Regions from separate parts of the Sus scrofa genome. Here regions 2 and 3 are each linked to region 1. The links are chromatin contacts, called in public Hi-C maps. All regions are on one chromosome and are shown on one strand. Each heading gives the region's core, a stretch centred on a gene start, on an enhancer-like site or on the middle of the called end of the contact. The rest is flanking DNA. Distances are from core to core; before and after follow the strand shown.

What was found. A called contact is a pair of places that touch in the nucleus more often than the background predicts.
Region 2: a contact with region 1 is called in a Hi-C map of retroperitoneal adipose tissue, with 2.0 times the contacts expected there. The contact joins the enhancer-like site here to the promoter of ANTXR1 in region 1. A contact is called at or near these places in 2 of 5 promoter capture datasets (liver and skeletal muscle), 18 of 47 Hi-C or Micro-C datasets (alveolar macrophages, brain, embryonic fibroblasts and 11 more) and 2 of 2 datasets of contacts at active chromatin or transcription factors (alveolar macrophages and skeletal muscle).
Region 3: a Hi-C map of omental adipose tissue shows a contact between it and region 1, with 1.7 times the contacts expected there. The contact joins the enhancer-like site here to the promoter of ANTXR1 in region 1. A contact is called at or near these places in 8 of 47 Hi-C or Micro-C datasets (alveolar macrophages, embryonic fibroblasts, fetal heart ventricle and 5 more) and 2 of 2 datasets of contacts at active chromatin or transcription factors (alveolar macrophages and skeletal muscle).

What each region holds. Positions count from the first base shown.
Region 1 is chr3:73,395,226-73,399,688 of Sscrofa11.1, forward strand. It overlaps ANTXR1 (anthrax toxin receptor 1), which reads right to left and starts at 3,154. Exons shown (of 18, transcript XM_003125066.6): 1 at 2,595-3,154. The coding sequence starts at 2,746.
Region 2 is chr3:73,226,529-73,230,481 of Sscrofa11.1, forward strand. All of the region lies in intron 14 of ANTXR1 (anthrax toxin receptor 1), which reads right to left. Among named protein-coding and RNA genes, the nearest start is that of ANTXR1, 170 kb to the right of the region's middle. Within about 2 kb of position 2,208, at least 30 of the 83 cell types and tissues checked have an H3K27ac peak or open chromatin away from gene starts, as enhancers often do. A contact at or near this core is called in alveolar macrophages, embryonic fibroblasts, fetal liver and 4 more, where this site is marked.
Region 3 is chr3:73,203,476-73,207,877 of Sscrofa11.1, forward strand. The region is part of intron 17 of ANTXR1 (anthrax toxin receptor 1); the gene reads right to left. Among named protein-coding and RNA genes, the nearest start is that of GFPT1, 180 kb to the left of the region's middle. Within about 2 kb of position 2,701, at least 15 of the 83 cell types and tissues checked have an H3K27ac peak or open chromatin away from gene starts, as enhancers often do. A contact at or near this core is called in omental adipose tissue and retroperitoneal adipose tissue, where this site is marked.

The DNA.
Region 1 (4,463 bases), core at 1,904-4,403:
TGGCTATTTAAATTTAAATTAATTAAAGTTAGATAAGACAGAAAGTTCATTTCCTCAATTCCACTAGACACCTTTCCAACAGGCACTTATGGCTAGTCGATACCATCTTGGAAGCACAGATAAAGAACATTTCCATTATCACAGAAAGTTCTGTTGAACGGCACAAGTCTAGAAAGCCAGTAGGAATTTAGATTTTCCTTAGGAAGATATGACAATGCCTGCCTCCCACAAGTTGGCCAATACGAAATATTATGTCTTTAAAAATCTTTGCCAACTTAATATAAATTATATCTTGTTTGACTTTTTCCATTTCTTGGATTACTAGTGAAGTTACACTTTTTTGTTTGTTTATTGACTTTCATTTTTTTGGTGAATTATTTATATAGTAAGCCTATTTTCTATTGGAAAGAGCTTTTCAAAAACTGCTTATTATACATTAAGGTCACTCTGCAGAGGTGAATTTATGTTGCAAAAGTTTTTGTAACTTGTTATCTTTTAGTTATGGCATTTCTTCCACTGATAGAAGTGTAAGCTTGTAATATATTTAAATTTTTGGTAGTTTCTGTATGTTTCTACCCTGTTTTAAAAGCTCTAAATTTAAGATTATAGTCATATCCATCTAAATTTTCTTCTAGGTCTTTCATCATTTCATTTTAAACCCTTAAATTTTCAGTCCTCTTGGAATTTATTTTGGCATTGGGGGTGAGAGGTTAAAGTAGAAATGTAACCTTTTTCTTTGGCATGTTACCAACCTCTTGTCCAAGAATCATTTTTAAAAATAATGAATTCATTCCTCATTTGAACTTCTGCTAAATGCTTACACATCCTTGGATCTGTTTCTAGATTTTCTATCCTGTCCACCCATTCTATGGCTTTTCCCATCCTGTTTTTATCAATTTGTCTTACAATACATTTTAATACTTCGACATATAAGTACTTCTTCATTATTCTTTTCCCAAAATGTTTCAGCTCTTTCTTGCCTGCTCTTTTCTCTAAGATAAACCTTAGAATCATTTTGCTAAACCCCTCTCACCTCCAAGATAAACTCTTTCAGAACTCTGACTTTAAAGCTTAACTTATAAATTAATTTGGGAAGAGTTGCTATCTCTATAGTCTGGAATTATTCCATTCAGGAACATGGTGTTTCTGTCCATTTATTTAAGTCTTCCTCTATGTCCTTCTGAACTGGCTTTTCTTTCTTTCTTTTTTTTTTTTTAAAGCACCATAATGGACATCTCTGACTATTTTCAGACACAGTCTCTGACTCTGTGAGCCGTAGCCACTAGCAGAAAGAAGAGAAATTCCATTTCTTAGCATTGGAGGATATTTTCAGTATCCACCTTCTCATAAATCTGCAAGAAAGAGATCTCACTTTTCATCCAAAGAATCTGGAGTTCAAAACAGCCTTTATGGAAAAAAATCAAACTCCAGGGGCAACTGCAAAGCACATTTGGTGTCTAGCTGGCCAGCTTATTTTGCAGGACTCTTTTTCCAACTCCCAAATACTTTCCAGTCTGTGAAATTCATCTCCCCACCACTGTAGCAGCAAGCGCCTGTCCTGGCACTGGGGAGCTCACACACAGTTTTCCTGAGCTCCGAACTTCTCTGAGGGGCTTTTTATTGTTAACACTGGGTTTGAGTGTATAGTATGCAACCTCTGTGAATGACTGGCTTGGCAAATCTAAGGGGGCTTGGGAAAGTGTTTCATTGGTCAGAGTTCAGATCTCCCTTGAACACAGCCCTGAAGCCGAATCCATTTTCAGAAAGAAACCAGGGCTCCTGCTCCTCCCTGGTAGCCCACCAGTCAAATCGCCAGAACTTGAATTTGCCAACATCAGGGTTTCTCAAGCCCAGAGGGCGGAGGAATATAGCTGCAGGGGACTTTCGGCAACGTCTGGAGACACTTTTGGTTGTCACCACGGAGAGATCGGTGGGGGCAGCGGGGTGGGGGGTTCTGGCGGGGGGTATTACCAGCACCTAGCGGAGAGAGGCCAGGGATGCTGCCGAAAACCCTGCAACACAGGACGTGCCCACAACAAAGAATTTCCCAGCCTCTGAAGGGAGGAATGCTGCTGAAGGGAGAAATTCCCTTTATATTTTCACTAACCGAGCAGTCAGCCTGCATTATATTATTAGGAACAAAAGCAAAGCAATATGTAAGGCAAAGTTTTTCAAAAGGAGATGATTGGTTTTGAAAAGCCTCTTACTTTAGAAGTACCTTAAAGTTCTACCTCCCGTAAGCAAGCTTTTCTCACCAAGGTTTCTAAAGCAAACGGAAAGCGTTCAGAGAAACGCAATAGGTCTACAGCATACTCTCACTCCTATCCTCAAACTCAGGCGCCTCGGTCGCAAAAAGCAAAGCACAGAAGTTGTCCCGCATACAAGCCTGCCCTGCGGGCTCAGGCAGCGGGGGAGGATGGGGAAGCGCGCTCCAGCGGCGACAAAGGCGCAGCGCTGAGGCCACCGCCACCTCCCGCGGCCGCTCTCGGTCCCTGGAGATGCGCGCCTGTCCTAAAGCGACCCTGCCGAGGAGCCCAGCCCGGGGAGAAAGCATCATCGGCTTAGCCTAGATTGGAACAACTCGTGGCACTTACTTGTCCAAAATGAAGTACAGGTCAAATCCCCCGTAGCAGGCTGGACCCCCTTCTTCCCTGCGTCCCCCTTGCCCGGCGCAGATGAGCACAAAAGTGGCCAAAGAGAGACACTTGAAGCCAATGCCCAGAGCTTTCTGCTCCACGGTGGCCATGTCCTGCAGCCCAGGGAGAGGGTAGGGTCCTCTCCTTCCCACGCTCCTCTAAGTCGCCAGGACCCTCAGGGGCGCGCCATCCGAGGGGCCCTCCTCTCGGGCCCTTTATTCCCCCTCGCTCTCCCGAAACTCCCCGGAAGCAATTGTCTGGAGGAGTTCAAGGTTTTCCTTCTGGTTTCCGCTTCGATTCTGTTTCTAGGTTTCAGGTTTCAAGAATCCCAATACTGTACTCCGCTTTTTTAAAGGGGCTGCTCCTGACTCTGGCCGACGGGCCGCTCCGGAGGCAGCGCTGAGGTTTTGCAGTTGAAGCAGTTGCGTCCGGATGGTTCTTTGTCCCAGATTTTAAATATTATGGGGTGGGTTTTCAAATTGTTCTTGCTTGGGGGAGTGCTTTTCTCCCTCCTCTCTACCCCCTTTCTTATTTTGATGGCGGAAGGAAGTTCAAAGGGTGCCACCTTGTGGTCAAGGGCGGTGAAAGCACTCTTTGGTGTTCAAGGGAGCGTGGCTGTGCACGTTTTCATATTCTTCCTCTTTCTCAGGCATCTTCCCTTTCACTCTCCATGACCTCTTCCTCATGCCTAGTTCTTTCTCACTCACTAGCCTTTTTGTTCTTGCCCTTTCCTTATTTGTCCTATGTCCGCTGATAAGGTCACTGTAAACATTTGATGAGAACCTACTCCAAGCACTAGGGCTCTGACCCCAGGCTGGGACCTTTGCAAACAAGATGTTGGGCAAAGGAGTGGAGAAGAAGGGGCCTTTGTTATCTGAATCATCCAAGTGACCTTACTGTACACTTATCGCAGATCATAAAAGAGACTGCTGGGGTGTGGTCATGTGGCTGAAAACAGAAGGCTTTTGCCAACATGGAAGAATTAAGCATGCTACATGGCCTCAGACTCCAGATTTTAGGAATTCTGGGATAAGTTCTTTTCAGCCTGTGAACTTTAATAATTTTTTCACCCAATCTTTGATTTAGGGAAGAGGACGTAAACAGCTTACAAGAAGGTGAAGCTTCCAAGCAGTTTGAGCCTGGCCAGGAAGCCCTGTGCTAGCCTTCCTAAAGCGAAGGATCCTCCTTATAGTGGGCTGTGAGTTCCTCGCAGGAACTCAATTTTAGTTCCATGTGTCTTCCTCTATGGGAATCCTCAGTACACCCTCATGCTCTGTTTTCCAGGATTATTTCTCCAGACACTCATCTTCCCCCCACCACCCCACCTGAGAGTCTCTAAATTTTGGCGATCCATAATACATTGCACTAGCCTGTCTCAAGTTCCTATCTCCCAGTATTCACACCTCCCCTCCTACACAAAATGAGACTGATCTGTGTGTAATTAATGATACTGCAGAAATGATGATGTGTGGCTTCTGAGACTAGGTCTTAACAGACATTGTGCATGTATCTTTTTGAGTAAGTTTTCTCCAGATATATGCCCAGGAGTGGGATTTCAAGATCATATGGCAACTCTATATTTAGTTTTGTAAGGAACCTCCATACTGTTTTCCATAGTGGCTGTACCTATTGACATACCCACCAACAGTGTAGGAGGGTTCCCTTTTATCCACACCCTCTCCAGCATTTATTAGGTGTGGACTTCTTAATGATGGTCATTCTGGCCAGTGTGAGGTGGTACCTCATTGTAGTTTTGGTTTATGTTTCTTTAATAATTAGTGATGTTGAGCATACTTTCATGTGCTTGTTGGCCAGCTATATGCCTTT
Region 2 (3,953 bases), core at 958-3,457, 170 kb before region 1:
CAAGGAAGCTGCCATTTATTTGTCCTATTTACCATTGCACTGGCAGCTCTTGGACCAGAACCTGGTACGTGGTAAATGCCCAGGAATTATCTGCTGAATTTATGAATAAATTCAACAAGAGGATTTAAATAAAGCAGTTAACGCCATGTCTGCAACATAGCCTAGTGACACTTACTATAGCACTTACTGTATTTTTTTAAGATGAAGGGAGAAAATGGGAGGAGCTTGTAAGTTTGTGGCTAGAAAAGGGGAAGGATAATTAGCAAAACTGTTCCTCATTTTGGTACTGTGATTGCTCCTGATGTGGGGAGAAAAACTCACCATCTATGGTCATGGATGGTCTGTTGGGTGGTGACCTAGTTTCCCTTTTGGATAGGGAACGGAAGCTGGAAAAGGGGGCTGCAGCGCAGAATGAGCTCAGACCAAGCCTGCTTCCCACAGCCTTACATTGGAGGCATTTGGGGAGGCAGAGCGGAGTCCCATGTGGGGCCACTACTGTGTGGAAAGGGGCGTCTCACAAAGGGGCAAGGTCCAAAGCAAGGGTCAGCAGAAGAGAGATCAGAGCCAGAGGTGACAAAACAAAACCATAACATACAGCATGTTAAGACTCCCAGGCTGAACTGCTGCGCTTGCAATGGGCAGTCTTCTTTCTTTCTTTCTTTTTATTTATGTGGCATATGGAGGTGCCTAGGCTAGGGGTCCAATCGGAGCTACAGCTGCCTGCCCACACCACAGCCACAGCAACTCGGGATCCGAGCCGCGTCTGTGACCTACACCACAGCTCACAGCAATGCCAGATGCTTAACCCCCTGAGAGAGGCCAGGGATTGAACAAATCCTAGTCTGATTTGTTTCCACTGCACCATGACGGGAACTTGGCAGGCTTCTTTTTAAACATTAAAAAAAATGAATATATCTGAAGGACAATGATCATAGCTGACCAGAGGACTTCCAATATTCTGGCAGCTGACTAGAACAGGTCAATTTCTCTGTGTTTCTTTTAAACTTATCTGTCCTTCTTAGATGTGGGACAGTGAGCCCTGAGGGCACAGTGGATTCTGTTGACTCTTGCATTCTAAGTCTTATGCAGAGCCTGGAACACATAGGTGCTCAATAATTGAATTTGTGATAACCACAGCTCAGTTTATATATCCTTTACCACGCATGTGCTGCTCCCTCTTCTGAGTGCTTGGCCTATATTAGCCCAGTCATCTCACAAGTAGCCAGTGTGGTAGGTGGTGCATTTACACCCATTTTAGAGATGGGGAATAGAGAGGTTAAATGACTTAGTGACCCAGGCTGGATGTGGAGAAGCTGGACTTGAGCCCAAGCAGCCAAACTCTTGTTTGATTGCTTCTCAGTGTTGACAAAGTTCTCGATTTTGTCCCTTTGCATTTTGCTTTTCTAATCCTTTGATACTTTCAAGTAAATGCTAGTTTTCAACATCTCACCCTTTGTAGCTGCAATTTTGAAGATGTCTGACTACAAAATATAGCAAAATAATAAATGAAAATTAAGCAAAAAAAATAAAAACCCAAGAAAGAAAACACTATAGTTCACAGTATTTTATCTTATAATTTCAGAAAGCTTCTGCTGTCAACCAGGGACTTAGATATTTTCCACACATGGTTAAACTTTACCAGCAGAGTGTGTTTGTGTGTCATATATGAAATATGGCTTCAAAAAGCCTGGGTATCCCTGGTCTAGGGCCGTTTTCAAAGGACTTCTCTGAAATTAAGTCACCCTAAACTGAACAGAGCAGCACCGAGAATGTAAGAAATTCCAAGAATAAAGCTACTCTATGCAATAGCAGACTGGAGTGGTCATATGAGCTTCCTAATTTCTTGAATGACAGGAGCACAAACGTTAGAAAGCATTCAACTGAGCCTCTGCGTTGCACAGAAGAGGACAGTCGGATCCAGAGAAATGAAGAGTTCAGCAGAGTGAGGCTCTGATCTGGCTTGCTGATGCCTTGTGCAGGATTTCCTCCCGTATTCGCACACGGATCTGCCCTCTCGCCTTTCTCTAGTTCATCATGCTGCCTGGGTACCCAGGCTGGGCTGGCCCTCTGCGCATGTGCAGAGGCCAGTAGCCCACACAGGAAATGCCGAGACCGCAGCAGTTCCACGCGCTCCTGATCCACCAAGCCTGCCTCTGATCCCCTGACCCGAGCTCGCCTGCCAAACTCAAACAACAACAGCAAAGGACAACACAAAGGCCCAGGGTTTGACCAAAGGGAGAGTCAGAATTTCCCTGCAGTTACCATGGCTCTGTTTACGCATTCTGAGAAGGGAGGGTTTTGCAATCTTCAGAATTCAAGGGAATCTTTGATGTTTTTTTTTTTTTTTTTCTTTCATTTGGCCAAAAACTGAGGGACTAAAGTCATCCCCAGCAATTCCATGAACAGAACTGGTGGCATCTGAGGTGAATCTCTAGATCTAATTAAACAGAAGGGCTTTAGGGGGAGTCCCCCTGGTCGTACTGTCCTTTCAGGACATAGCAGGGAGGGGAAAACCCACCAGGACAGAAATCCTCTATGATAAATGGAGGAGGAACTGGATAAGCTGAATTGCTCTGAGTCAACAGGACTCAGGGGTTTGTGGGCAGTCCAGTAGAAGATGAGCAAAAGCGTAGACCTGAACTCCAGGAAACTGCCAGGGCCTGAGGACATCACGAGAACATTCCAGGAGTGGAAAGACAAGAGGGTAAAGAAGGGGCTGTTTAATATTCTGTCGGAAGTTATTAATTGGCTGCACTGTGTTGTAACTCACTCGTACTTTTAAATCTTCAGTAAAACTTCCTACGCAGATGGCCTTGTGCCATCGGTGGCTTTGGGGAGTGGAGGAATTGGGTTAGATGGTGTCTAGCAAATGAAGGAAAGGAGATAACACAGAAGAAGCAAGAAGAGTCAGTGGTGCCTGGAGAAACCGCAGAGATTAGGGAGGGATGCTGGTTTCCTATTAGGGGAAGTCATGTTTAAATCTTAAAGGATGTGGTGGCCCCAGACATCCAGTCGGCTGATGTTTGGGTAACACAAGTGGCAGCCCATTACTCATATATATTCGTAGAGGCCCATTCTGACTGCTTGTCCTCAGGCAGACCTGGGCATGCTGTCAGTCAGAGCTCTGCTTAATGAAAAAATAGTTGCAAAAGATGAAGTCTGATACACACATTTGGTTAGCCTATAACTGGATTATGCTGTCCTCACACACTGAAACTCTCCCATCTTTCCAGTCATGCCAGGCTTTTGTGTAGCTCCAAGCTTCAACATTCACAGCTCCATATGCTTGGAACACGAGTCTCTCCTTTCTGCCCATCTTTTAAGAAATTGCTTGAATGTAACTTATTCTGTAAAGAGCCCCATCATTCCCCAGGAATTCTATGCTCCCTTCATGTGTTTGCCACGGTTCCTTGTATTGATCTTCATTCACTCAACAAATATTTAATTACTAGCTAGTAAGCAAATCAGTGAGCAGAGTGGGTGAGATCACCCCTCCCTACAGACTGCGATGTGAATAGTGCCCCCTGGAGTTGTGTGTATGGTGGCCCTCTGAGACTCAGTCCACAAGTTTTTTTTTTTTTTTTTCTTTTTAGGGGCGCACCTGCAGCATATGGAGGTTCCCAGGCTAGGGGTCTAATCAGAGCTGTAGCCACCAGCCTATGCCACAGCCACAGCAACCAGGGATCCGAGCCGCATCTGCAGCCTATACCACAGTTCACAGCAAGGCTGGATCCTTAACCCACTGAGCGAAGCCAGGGATCAAACCCACATCCTCACGGATCCTAGACGGGTTCATTAACTGCTGAGCCACAAAGGGAACTCCCTACAAGTTCTTTAACATTCTTGCTTCTCTGATATCCATTTGGCAGAAGAGCTAGATGGACAGTTTGACACAAATAGGCTCTCAACCTCCAATTCACTGTGGGTACCAGTGGGAGCTATCTATGGAAAGG
Region 3 (4,402 bases), core at 1,451-3,950, 190 kb before region 1:
CCCTCAGACACTCTACCTCCACCTGCCCACTCAGCCAGATCATCAAAGGGAAGACGGAGGCCATGGACGGGGTGCCTCTGCTTCCTGTCCTCTCGCCCATACCTGGGAGCCCATCTTGGGCTTCTCCACCCAGGTCACTAAGGCAGAGTGCCATTTTCTGGCCTCTGGGTCCTTTAAGTCCTCTTAGGGTGTCCTGTTCTCCATCAATGAGCTCTTCAATCTCTTTCCCTCCTGGACTTCTGTCTCGAGCTCTTAATGATGCTCAAGTCCTCCACCTTAATAACAAAGAGCCCTATACACCCCAGTTCTCCTCTAGCTACTGCTTTGGCTCTCCCCTCCCCCCACCCCATTCTCCACCAAGCCTCACTCCTGCCCCCCTCACTGCACTCAGCCTAGAGCGCCAAGATCACTCCCACGTTCCTTCTGTTAATCTCATTCAAGGATTGTGGTCAGCTTGCACCTACATTTCCCACACTTGATGCTGTGGATCCCGCCTTCCTCTGTGATGTACCATCTTTCCTCGGCTTCCATGACCCAAGACGCTCCTGTCACACCTTCCCTCTCTCGGGGTGGTCCTTCTTAGTTTTCTTCTTGTCCTTCTTTTTCTTTCCTCACCCTGCCTCAAAGGATGTGAGCAAAGCTCAGCCCTTAGCCGATTTCCCTTCTCTCTCGCCACACTCCCCTGGGCTCTGCATCTATTCACATTGGTCTCAACCACCAGTCTGATGACTCTTACATCGTTGCCTCTGGCTCAGAGCTTTGAGCAGAGCAAACTGTGTCCTGCACAGATCGGGACCAGGGGGAGCCCAGTGGGGCAGTCAAGGCACACACTTTCAGGAGATACTTTCCCTCAGGTCCTGCAGGTGACCACGCTACATGTGTAAGGCCCTGGGAGTGAGCATCTCTGGAGTTTGTGCCTTAGCTGCTCCGTGGTCCACGCCCTGCTCCTGGCCATCTCTGCCTGGCTGTCCCACAGGTACCTCACACTCGGTAAGTCCTCATCTCCCTTCCCCTTCAAAGCTCTTTCTGTGCCCTCCTCCTGGTTAACGGAGACACAGCCAGCTTGGACCAAACCCTGGAGGTCCTCCAGACACCCCTCCCTCCCATCCTCCATCTCAGCCAGTTATCAAACCCCGTCATTCTGTTTCCTCAACATCTCCTCAATCTGGACTCTTTCCTCCTCCCTCCACCACCTCTGGCCAGGCTGCCATCAGCTCCATGCTGCAGCCAGCGTAACTTTTCTAAAACACTATCTGATCACAGCTCTGCTTAAAACACCTGGAAGGAGCCACAGGTGACCTCCAGATCCTTGCTCAAGCTTCCCTCTTGCTAGAATAGCCTCTCTCCACAGCTCCTCTCTGGTCTCAGCTTAAAGGCCGCTTCTAGAGCTTCTTTTGCCCCCGTGGCTGGTGAAATGCTCTCCTGGGTTGAGAAAAGCCTTGCACACAGGTGGTGTTTGGGGCCTTACCATTTGTCCCTGCTTCTCAAGGGCAGCATCACATCTTATTAATTGGTGAGCAGCCAGCATAACCTTAGTGCTCATCTCATAGAGAGTGTTCAACGGGTATCTATCAAATGCATGAAAAATTTAAGGAATCCCAAGTATGGACTTCAAGTCTGTTAGTCCTGAATTAAGCCCCAGATCTAACACCTAAATTTAGGTGCAAAGCTCCAGGCTTTGTGCTGGAGCTGGCACACAAGGTATGGGGATAGAACACGCCTTGAAGCTGGCTGTGTGTCCTTGGGAAAGTTAATAACCTCCTCTGAGGCTCAATTTCTGCTCCATAAGATGGAGAGCATAATTCTTCCCTGTAATTGTGGATGGATCTGTGCTTCTATAACCATCTGCAATTAATACAATGCTTGACCCACTCTTCTCTTTCAAATCATACACTGAACTCCAGGAAGCCAGAATTAAGTCCTATTCCAATTGGCACCCCTAGTGCCCAGCACTGGATTAGATGGATTCTTATTGGGAGCACAATAGATTAAAAAATTTTTTTTTTTGCCTTTTAGGGCCACATCTGTGGCACATGGAGGTTCCCAGGCTAGGGGTCAAATTGGAGCTGCAGCTGCCAGCCTATGCCACAGCCACTGCAACCTGGGATCCCAGCAACATCTGTGACCTACACCTACAGCTCACGGCAAAGACCAGATCCTTTAACCCCCTGAGCGGGGCCAGGGATTGAACCTCCATCCTCATGGATACTAGTTGGGTTCATAACCCACTGAGCCACGAGGGGAACTCCCTCACAACAGAAGTCCACTGGGACCATGTTTGAGGGGAGGCAGCCAAGGTAAAGAAGGAAGGAGGAGAAGGTGATGCAGGGAGCGTGAAGGAGGGGGAAACGGGGAAGAGAGAAACGGAGCGGGGATGCTTTCTCTGAGTCTGTTTATGTTACAGGAGGCTCATCTGCTTTCGAAGGACTGGGCTGAGGACACTCTCTTCCCCTCAGAGATAACCTGCCCGGGTGATTCTCGCTTCTGCGGCAGCAGGGAGGCACGGGGACCCATGTGACCGGCCCAGGTCCTTTATTGGAAACAGCTGTGCAGATGGCAGCCCCGGGGCTGGAACTCGGGCAGAAGATTGCACAATCCCTGGGGCTGTGCTTCGGATGAGTTTCTAACGTTGTTTATGTACATTTACGTGTGTGTGTGGGTTTCCTGGGTCTCTTCTGATGGCAAGGAGGCCCAGCCTTGCAAAACAAGCTCAGAATGTGCCTTGTATTTTGTTCTTGCTGATAGTAATGGAATGTACCAGCCTCCCAGCGCCAGATCTGGGAGAAACGAGGAGCTGAAAACAAAGGAGACATCCAACCCTAGTGACTCCTGCCAGGGCGCGTGCAGGGGGTGAGAGGTTAAAGCTGGGGAAAAAATGACTGCGGAGAGTTTCAATGGGTTGAGGTATTGATTGAATTCCATCCGGAAAAGACAGAAGAGGCAGAGTTATAGTTTTTCTCTTCCATCTGCTTTGTCCAAAAGCAGTAACAACAACACAGGTGGAATCAATGTTAGGTGCCTTCCAGATAGGAAAGGGACAGTTGAGAGCACATGAAGATTGGAATCACCCATTTTCCACATGCCTACGAGACAAAGGAGTTGAGGTCCTGAAGGAATAGAGGGAGTTGCCTTCAAATCGGTCCAAGAAGGACAGAGAAGAGGCCGTCTGGCATGAGAAACAGGAAATCAAACGAGATCACTGACTCTCAACCTTAGTTGCCCATTAGAATGACCTGGGGAGCTTTTAAAATCCCGATCATCCAGACTTCATCCCAGACAAATTAAGTAGAACCTTTGGGGTGGGACCTGGCATCAGGGCTTTAAAGCTCCCCCAGAGGATCACGATAGGCAACCAGGTTGAAAAAAAATCACTCGATGCCATGAACTCAGGTCTCTGAACTTCCCCGACATTTCTGTGTTTGAAATTAGTAATCTAGGAACAAAAGTGTCTGCTCCTGGCCAGATTTCTCTACAATTGGATGCGACTTAGTATTGTGACTTCAGCTAGAGTAGTTATTCCCCAGTTATGTCAATAAGGTGTTCTCTGGGGAAACACAGGGAAGTAGATGCTGGTGGTCAAATAAGCATTGAAATGCTGACTTCGAATCTCAAGCTGTCAGGGTTAGAGGGTTCTCGAAGGTCCATCTAGTTCCATTTATCTCATTGGTTCCAAAATTTGGTACCCAGACCAGCAGCATTGGCGTTTGTTAGAAATGCTAATTCCCAGGCCCTGCCCCAGACCTGTGCTATAACAAAACTTCCAGATGATCCTGTGCTCAAGATTGAGAATTGAGAACTGCTGATCTGCTACAGGAATCCTCTCCTCTAATTCTGGCCCAGTGGTTTAAATGAGGTTTTTTTTTTTTTTTTTTTTTTTTTTTTTTTTGGTTTTGCTTTTTAGAGCTGCACCCGCGGCACATGGAGGTTCCCAGGCTAGGGGTGGAATAGGAGCTACAGCTGCTGTCCTACGCCACAGCAACACAGGATCCAAGCCGCGTCTGCAACCTATACCACAGCTCACAGCAACTCACTGAGCAAGGACAGGGACTGAACCTTCGTCCTCACGGATGCTAGTCAGATTTGTTAATGGCTGAGCCATGACGAGAACTCCTTTAACTGGTTTTATCTATCTTTAGTAACATGTAACAAGCCCAGGAATCCTGCCCATTTTGTTGCTGAAACTTCCTTTGATCCTTTAAGATGAAATGGATTTCACTGTAACTTCTGCCTCTGCTCTAGCTCTGGCTTCTGGGCTGACCCAGAGTAAACCCAAGTCCTGTTCTGCCCTTCCAAGACTGCACTGCTCCAGGGCTTCTGCTTTAATAGCACATATGGCTGATAGCTCCTGGGCACTCTGCCCCAACTTACAATAAAATATCCAGGAAGTTACAGAAAAGGTGCC